Linked DNA regions of Lactuca sativa: region 1 is linked to region 2. A link is a contact called in public Hi-C data. All regions are on one chromosome and are shown on one strand. Each heading gives the region's core, a stretch centred on a gene start, on an enhancer-like site or on the middle of the called end of the contact. The rest is flanking DNA. Distances are from core to core; before and after follow the strand shown. Region 1 holds the start of LOC111893079 (40S ribosomal protein S23). Region 2 holds the start of LOC111893078.

Region 1 (4,172 bases), core at 1,357-3,856, 190 kb after region 2:
AATCCACAAACCAAAAATCCCAAAACCAATTGTTCCTCTAAGGCCCACTTATGACCCAATTTTCCAAATTGGGCCCAAACCCTCCATATGGGCCTTACCTTAAAGCTCAATAATTTCCTTAGTCCAAATCCTAATTTCATATGGCGTAATAAAGCCCAAAACAATAATGTCCAAAGAAGTAGCCCATCTGAGGCCCAAAAAATGTGAAGCCCAATCACTGAGTACACTTGGCGTACTCAGCTATACGTTAACTGTACACACTGCATGGCTTGTACGTTGTGTGTACGAGCTTGTACGCCCAACGTACTTACCCATTAAGCCATCTCTCTATTAAGCTCTTAATTCCTTAGTGCAATGGTCCTAATCACAGATATGAGTCGTATTCAACATCTAGAACCATAAAAGTCTTTGACTTGGTGGCTTTGCATGCCCCAAATGACCCAAACTCGACATGTAACACTCTACTTCCATAAAATGGACTCAAATTCATGCATGGGTGGGTTTCGAACCCAAAGGTGCTAACTTTAAGGCTTAGAAGTCTCAAAAACGTCAAGAGGGCAACTCATAACTTCTGGTATAGCATCAAGCCACCAAAACTTATTCATGGGACCAAAAGTTAACCAAAATCAAGCTAGAACTAGATCTAAGCTATAATACAACAAGTTCAAAGCTTTATACCTTTAATGAGTGCCAAATGATGATGATGATGATGTTTTGGATCTTCAAGTTCTCACTCCTCCAATGAAGCTTCAAGATGATCCCTTCCTTCAAAACACTTAAGATACACTCAAAAATACCTTCCAAGCTCAACAACAGTCAATAATGGAGTTAGGGTTTTGTGGACGCTGTTTAAGGACTAGAGGGAGGCTGGTGGGAAAGATCATTGGGACATAATGTTCTTTAAATAGTGTTCAAACCCTAAATATCAGGGTTTTGGGGTCTGGACATGTATGTCGAGCGTACGTGCATGACATCCGCGTCCCCTTTTCACTAGTACGTCCAGCGTACATAAGGTGGTACGCCCCGCGTACGGCACACCTTGAGTCCAAAAATGGTTAACTCCGATGACTTCGAGGCCCAGAATCAAAATAAATAAATAACCAACTTAAATAAATACCTTAGAGCCATCGTGTGTTACGGTATCTCAAAAGAAAAACATAAAACAGTGGAGAAATTATGCATTTGAACCCCCTTGTTTTTTAATGGAATGAATGAAATATTTATCAATTATCATTTATCAAAGAAATATATTATATAAATGTGGAAATAAAATTTTTTATTGTACAAAACCAAAACATAAAAGGGTTTTTATTGTACAAAATCATAAAATATAATGGTTTTATTGTATAAAAAACAACATAATGTTTTTTTTTACACATAAGAGGATAATATGTTAGGTGTTGTTTGTTTTTTTTAGGCAAAATGTCTGCAGTCTGCGGATCACATCTGTAGACATCTGCAGCAGAAGAGGTGGACCAAACGTCTGAAGTCTGCAAAAAGAAGACTGTTTGTTTTTTTAACATCTGCAGACTATTAAAATAAACTAAAATCTAAATAAACTGATTTTTTAAACTACAAAGTGATTTTTAATATATTTATGACTTTGTTATAAATAAATAACACATCTAAATAGACTTTTATGTATTATTGTATAAAAATTGAAAATAAAAATGGTACAAATTAACGTATAGATTTTATAAAAACCAATAATTTTGGTCGCAAAGTTATGCCTAAACATTGTAATTAGGAATCAAAGAATTTGATATATAAATGAATGAAAAAAAAACTTCGATTTTTTCAATTAAATCAATTAAAAACGTGCAATAATTATTTTTTCTAAGAAGTTAACGATGCTTTATTAAATGATATTTTATAAAATTTGGGACAAAAAATATGAGAATATATTATTATTTTTTTATATTTATATAAACAACTTCAACGACCATTATTGTAATAAACTTTTAATTATAAATTTGTCAAAAATATCATGTTTGTGTCGTCGAATTTTTTTTTAAGTATTGTAATTTTTTTTTTCAAATTGTTTATCACTAATAAAATTGGAATAAATATAAATTAAAAAAAAACTAAAAGAAATAAAGTATATGTGTTTTTTTAGGCTAGAAGATGTTAGAAGACTCTGGTCCACATATACGCCAAGAAGAGGGCGCGCAGACATTTTTAGGTCTGCAGTCTTCAAAAAAACAAACAGTCTGTGAAAACTAATGTCTACACGTGGTCTGTGCCGCGCAGACAGAAAAGGCTAAGAAGGTCTGCGGACAAAAAACAAACACCACCTTAGATTTTTTTTTTTTAAATCACGATCGGTAATTAATCGACGATCAAGGGTTTACCGTTTAAAAAGCGTTATTATAGACATGATAGATTTTTTTCAATCATTCGAAGATGATATGTTAGGATTTTTTTAGTGATTTTTTTTTTTCGTTTTGCTTCTTCTTATTTTCCTTTTTTCTAATAGGCCGTAAAAAACATTTAGTTTTTGTTAATTATTTTTGTTAAAATAACAACGGCTCGGCCCAATTACAAGGCCCAAAAAAAGAGTCATTGGTTGGCCCACTCTGTTTCGCACAATCGTCATTAGTCATGACCCACCCATATAAAAACATGATCTCTGCTTCATTCGTCACAAGAAGTAGGGTTTTTATCACAAGGCAGCCGCTTCTTCTTCAAGGTCTCGCTCGGAACCTACGCGCCGTCAGCGTTTCACTCAAATCTCGCAAACATGGGGTAAGCACCACCGTCTTTGATCATATCTATCTTCTGCTTCTTCTCTTGAATGTGTTCTGTTTTTGTCAAAATTGTATTCGTGGATTATATGAGTTCATATACATGATTCCAGTAGTTATTTGCTCATTGGATACAGTTTCGTTGATAACTAAACCGGATACATGAATCAAACACTGTTTTAGCTTAATCAACGTACGAAACAGATTTGGAAGATCACAATTCGCTATTTTTGTTTATTATTATGATTTGAAATAGTGTTTAGATCTAGTAAGTCGGAAACCGGCTTAGATTTCATATTGATATACATATGCGGACTGTGAATACATAACTTGACATGAGTATACTTCTTCGATGATTCGATGTGATCAAAATCCGAAAAGGAGTTAAGCAATTTGATAACTGTATATGGTTTTTTCATGGTGAGGTTGTTTGCTCATAGTGATTGAATTTGCAGAAAGACACATGGAATGGGAGCTGGACGCAAGCTGAAGTCACATCGCCGCAGACAAAGATGGGCTGACAAATCATACAAGAAGTCTCACCTTGGTAACGAATGGAAGAAACCATTCGCTGGTTCTTCTCACGCTAAAGGCATCGTCCTTGAGAAAATGTAAACCCTAAATCCTCAAATTCGTGTATTCATTTCTCAATTCCAAAACCTAAACTTTCTCCATTTTGACAGTGGTATTGAAGCTAAGCAGCCTAACTCTGCTATCCGAAAGTGTGCCAGAGTTCAACTCATCAAGAATGGAAAGAAGATTGCTGCTTTCGTCCCCAATGATGGTTGCTTGAACTACATTGAAGAAAACGTTCGTACCCAATTGTGTTCTTTCAATTTCACACTTGTGTGAATTCTTTCATGATGTGTATAATTTGTGATTGTTTGTTTGACAGGATGAAGTTTTGATTGCTGGATTTGGACGTAAGGGACATGCTGTGGGAGATATTCCTGGAGTTAGGTTCAAGGTGGTGAAGGTTTCTGGTGTTTCACTTTTGGCTCTTTTCAAGGAGAAGAAGGAGAAGCCAAGATCTTAAGTGATATTTCTGAGGAGGTTTTACTGGTGACTTTTGTCTTAGTTTTGATATGTTTGTTGAAGAGTTCAAATGGAATTGTGGTTTTAGATTTGTGTTTGCAGAGGGCAGACGATTTGTTCTTGTTTTGTAATGTGATTTTGGTAAACACAATTTATTTAGATAACTGTTTTTGCCTACTTTTATACTGCTTTCTATTAGTGAATGTGTTGTTGCTTTTTTTTTGTGTATGAATTGTTTGAAATTTTGAATATCCGTATCTTAGTAGAAAGAATTTATATATTTTATAAAAATATTAAAGTCCCACTTTACCTTAACTTACAAAATAAAGTTTTTCAAATTCTTTAACAAAATATCGATAAACAACAAATAAAGGTTTGTGATATGTTTAAAAT
Region 2 (4,564 bases), core at 1,632-4,131:
TCAAGTTCAAACAAGTTTTTGAATTTTGATTGAAGGAATGCATTAAGATATCAACTTTCAGAAAATTCTAAACGTGTAATACATTTATGATGAGAGTTAAAAGTTACAAAACACCGTTTGTTACTTGATAAAATTCCCAAAACGATTACATATTCCAGAAATTTCATCGCATGGGTTAAACCCTCAAGATGCAATAAGACACAAAATAAACATTAGCTTTAAAACTTTAAACCATGCTAAAACAACCTTGTATTTGTAATTTAGACTTTCACCTACATGTATTAGATTAACATCGTCAAAACAGATGTATAGTTTGTTAACACATGAACAAGAACACAAACCCTTTCTTCTTGCAAAACATAAACCTCTCTTAACCTATTAGAAACAACTAATGTAATGCTCTCTACCTTTCTTAAACTATACTTTTGTAATCAAAATGTTTTAATTCTTCTTCTACACTCCTTTCTAAAGGATCTTGATGATCATAGACTTCTCCAAAAAGAGTCGAAAGTATCATTCTATGACATTCATCACACAAGTAAAAGTAGGAAAAATGTCCTTCATTTGCTACTTTATGCACAATAGCACTTGGTATGACACGTGTCACATACTCACTCATCACACTTGGCACCACCAAATCCTCCATTCCCTATTTTCATTTTTCACAAAACCAAAACAAACTTCTCAAAATCATATTCCAAAAAAAGAAAAAAAAAATCACAATCACAAACCTGCCATATATGAATCGGATCAAGAAATCCCACCAATTCACATTCCACTTCATTAGACAAAAACATAAACTGGTTTTTAAACCAATCAAACAATCCTCTCTCCTTGCATTTCTTTTCAACTTGTAAATCCCTCAAACTAAACCCCCAATTCGACACCTGTAAAACAGCTTCCTCTATAAAAGGTTTCACATTTCCTTGCCTAATCGACTCCTCCACATCCCTTCTCCAAAACTCTTCAAAACCCGGATCTTTGGTCAAATCTTGATCCTGTTTAAATCAAGAAAGTCAAACTAAACTTCACAAAACTTTAAAAAGCTGAAATTTTTCTAATTGGAAAACTCTCACCTTGTCTGAAAGAGATAAAGACAACCATTTATCAATTGGGCCATGTTTCCCAGATAGAAAAGTTCTTCTGTAAAAGAATTTAAGAAATCTTGGAAATCTTCGAGCAAAAAAGAACATAAGTTTCCTTCTTCGTGTCCATTTCTCCCAAATTCCTGATCTTTCTTCTTTTGTCATACCAGGGTCATATGGATTAACCATTGGTGCAAACATAGCTGCCCCTGTATATAATCATCATCCATAAATCATTAAATATGTGAAGTTTTTATAAAGGTTTAGATTGTGAACAGTAAAGTTACCTGCGATTTTAGAAGGTATGTGCTTTAGAGCTGCCCAAGTGTGGATAGCGCCACTAGAATACCCAAACACCCAGAATTTGTTGATTTCAAGAGCTTCTGTTAAGTGTAGAAGATCCATGGCTGATGAGTGAAGAGTCCGATTTGGGTGTGGATCGCTTTCCCCAAATCCAGGAAGATCATAAGTTACTAATCGAACACCGAATTCTTCCAGGAGTGACGATTTGATGCCTGGGATTCCTGTAAAACGAGAGTATCTTTAGTTCTTTGCAACATTCATGGTTTTTGTTTATCTGATTACAAGAACGTGAGAAGCAGTAGTTTAGTAGTGATTTCTACCTGAAAGACGAGAAGAGAGAAAGGCGTGAGGTGCGATTAGTGAATATCTAGCTTTGTCGGCAGGAACTCCTTGTTCATGATATGAGATGTTTCTACCATCGGGAAGTAGTATCCGATTTGCGCTAGGAGGATGTGATTGAACAAGTGGAATCGGAGTGTTTTCGTGTTTAATGTTCAAACTCAGAACTGCAGGAGATAAGAAGAATGTGAATCGGAAAGGGGAAAACTTATTCTGATGTTTTAATGGAGTTAAAGTCGAATTACCTGAGAGAGCGACGAGGAAAACGGATAAAATCACTGGCCAAGCATGAACGGGATGACGATCCTCCGGCAGAAAATCATTCAAAACACTCAATTTTCCGGCAACCACTCGACACGGCCCTTTCGTTTTTTTCACTATGTAAGAATCATCGGTTAATACACTCTGTAAAACTACATCCTTACAACCTTTCCCTAATTCAATCGCTATTTCTCCCCAAGCTTTCACGAACCCTTTCATTTGATCCTTAAGGCTCTCGGATTCGGATTCCACTCTTTCCCCTTCCATCGCGGATTTCAACTCAAACGACGGCGTTGAGAGGCCACTGAGAGTGTGATCGTCACCGGTGTATCGTATTCCGGTGTCCTCCACGAGACTCGCTAGCTCCTCCGTCCATGATTTCGGTCTCCCAATCTCCTCCATTTTTGTTTTTTTCTTCAAGTTCAGTGACTGCTTCACTACCACGTCAATGGCATCTTCACTTTCTAATTTCCGGATAGCAATCCGTTTTCAGATAATACCGACTGAAAATACAAGTATAGATAAAGAGCAAAAGTATGTGTGCAGATTTGCTTCAATCAGAAGATAAACACCAAAATCTGAGTAGGAATGAGAGCTTTACAAGCGTGAAACTCAATCTAGGAATAAATTATACGAAAAATTGCATAAACCCTACGCCATAAAGGGATTATTCTCGCTTTTTGCTTTACGACAAAAATGGTACAGTATAGCATGACACCGCATCACATATATAAACCGTCATTTCAGAGGTGGTCGGCGAATGGCTTGAGTATTGAAAACAAATTTCGAAGCTCATATGATCATAGGAAGCAGCCATTAATGGAGATTTCCTCGAGCTCCGATCTCTGTGCAAAGTTTTTTCTTGACTCGAAGTCTCTGTGGGATTGATATTGATTGAGATTTGATGATCTTCTTTTCGTTTTCTAGGTTTCTGGGGGTGGGGTAAAGGTCGGTGGTGGGGTCAGTTTGCAGGATATGATGCATGTTCCGTCAACGGCGTACCTAGATAATATCTTTCTTTTCTTTTTCTTTTAATTTGTTTAAGAAATTACACTTTTGTTTATAGTAGTCGTGATCAGGAACACATGGATATAAAGAATGTTTAAATCTGATTTTGTGTGAGAAAGTAATGATTTATCTAAGTTTCGCGTTCAACTCAATACAACAATGTGTGTCATAAAAATGAACTGAAGGTAGGTTGTTTTTTAGCCTAAGTGATCTAAACGAAAATCATAGTAATCGTAATTACAAAAGCATGCATGACCGAGGTTGTAGTCTCAATTAAAAATAACCTTAAAAACTCACTAGATAGCTAGGGTAAGTAAGGGTCAAATGTACGAGGAGTTTGTGGTTAAACTTTATGTTAATATAGTCATTGGAAAAAGTACTACTTGCAATTGTCACGAAATAAAATTAAACCAAATCTAAACTAAATAGATAGAAACTTTACGTTGCAAAAGGTTGTTAAAACAAATACTATGAATGAGAAAACAAGATACTTCCGGTTTAATTGTTCATATAGTTGGAAAAACACGTTTTTCTTCCCTTAAATTCCAATTAATTACCTAAACATAATTAAGATTCACTCGCGTGCAACAAATAATTTTAGGCACACTACATGTTATTCCAACTAGTTGTCTTACTCCCTATGTATAATTAGATTATGAACAATTGTGGTTTGGCGATAATGTGTCTTACGATTACATATTACAATGTTGAGCATATAATACCACAAATTCCAAAATAATGTATGTGGGTTTAAGCTGTAGCACCTAGTTCCTGGTATGAAAAATTTATCTAAGTATTTTGCATTTTTAGCATTGGACTCGGCGAGTTGTAGGCCCGACTCACCGAGTAGAGCCGGGATATGAGCACGTTTAAGTTGGCGACTCGGCGAGTCCATATTCTGGACTCGGCGAGTCCCCGATGTCTGATGAAACCCTAATTTCAAGGGTTTGCACCCTATTTAAACCATCATATGCGCCCCCAAGCTCGCCCCCTTCACCCTCAGAGCTCCCTATATCATCCTAACCTCGTTCCTTGTGAGATTGAAGTGTTTTGGTGTGATTTCTTGAAGATTTTTAGAGAAAAAGGAGAGTAGATCAAGAGGAGAAGAAGGAGGCCAAGCATCTTGGTGTTATTTCAGAGATTCCTTGAGGTATAACTCAGTTTCCTTATGTTTTAATGCTAAGGGTCCCTTAGAGCTCCACTAAAGTCCTTCTTGAGCCATTTCCAATCTTGATTATGAATTAGGGTTTATGATAAGTTGATTAACCTTTAGATCTAGGCATGATTAAGCTCCAGGAGGTCGGATCTACTGCCTTTATGGAGCCATATTGCATGAAAGCCCTAGATCTACTCTTTTAGTGCATTTTGAGCCCTAAAACCTTCATTGGTGTTTATTTACACGTAAAGTTAGAAACTTTACGTGTTAATCAAGCCCTAAAAACTCAGATCTATGTATGGCATGAGCTGGACTCAAGCAAAATCGAGTATATAGTAATTGCATGTGAAAGACTCGGCGAGTCGTTCATCTGACTCGGCGATTCGAGTCGCGAGTCCCCGAGTTTTCCTCT

What was found. Hi-C and Micro-C count contacts between places; a contact is called where the count stands out from the background.
Region 1: a Hi-C map of bud shows a contact between it and region 2, with 9 times the contacts expected there. The contact joins the promoter of LOC111893079 here to the promoter of LOC111893078 in region 2. A contact is called at or near these places in 2 of 4 Hi-C or Micro-C datasets (bud and seed).

Annotation. Positions count from the first base shown.
Region 1 is chr6:43,373,551-43,377,722 of Lsat_Salinas_v11, forward strand. It overlaps LOC111893079 (40S ribosomal protein S23), which reads left to right and starts at 2,607. Exons shown (of 4, transcript XM_023889155.2): 1 at 2,607-2,745; 2 at 3,200-3,355; 3 at 3,428-3,554; 4 at 3,640-3,956. The coding sequence starts at 2,741. The coding sequence ends at 3,780. It overlaps LOC111893057 (PWWP domain-containing protein 5), which reads right to left. Exons shown (of 2, transcript XM_023889128.3): 2 at 3,661-4,172.
Region 2 is chr6:43,186,330-43,190,893 of Lsat_Salinas_v11, forward strand. LOC111893078 reads right to left here and starts at 2,882. Exons shown (of 6, transcript XM_023889153.3): 1 at 1,973-2,882; 2 at 1,709-1,894; 3 at 1,373-1,609; 4 at 1,077-1,294; 5 at 732-998; 6 at 218-649. The coding sequence starts at 2,390. The coding sequence ends at 413.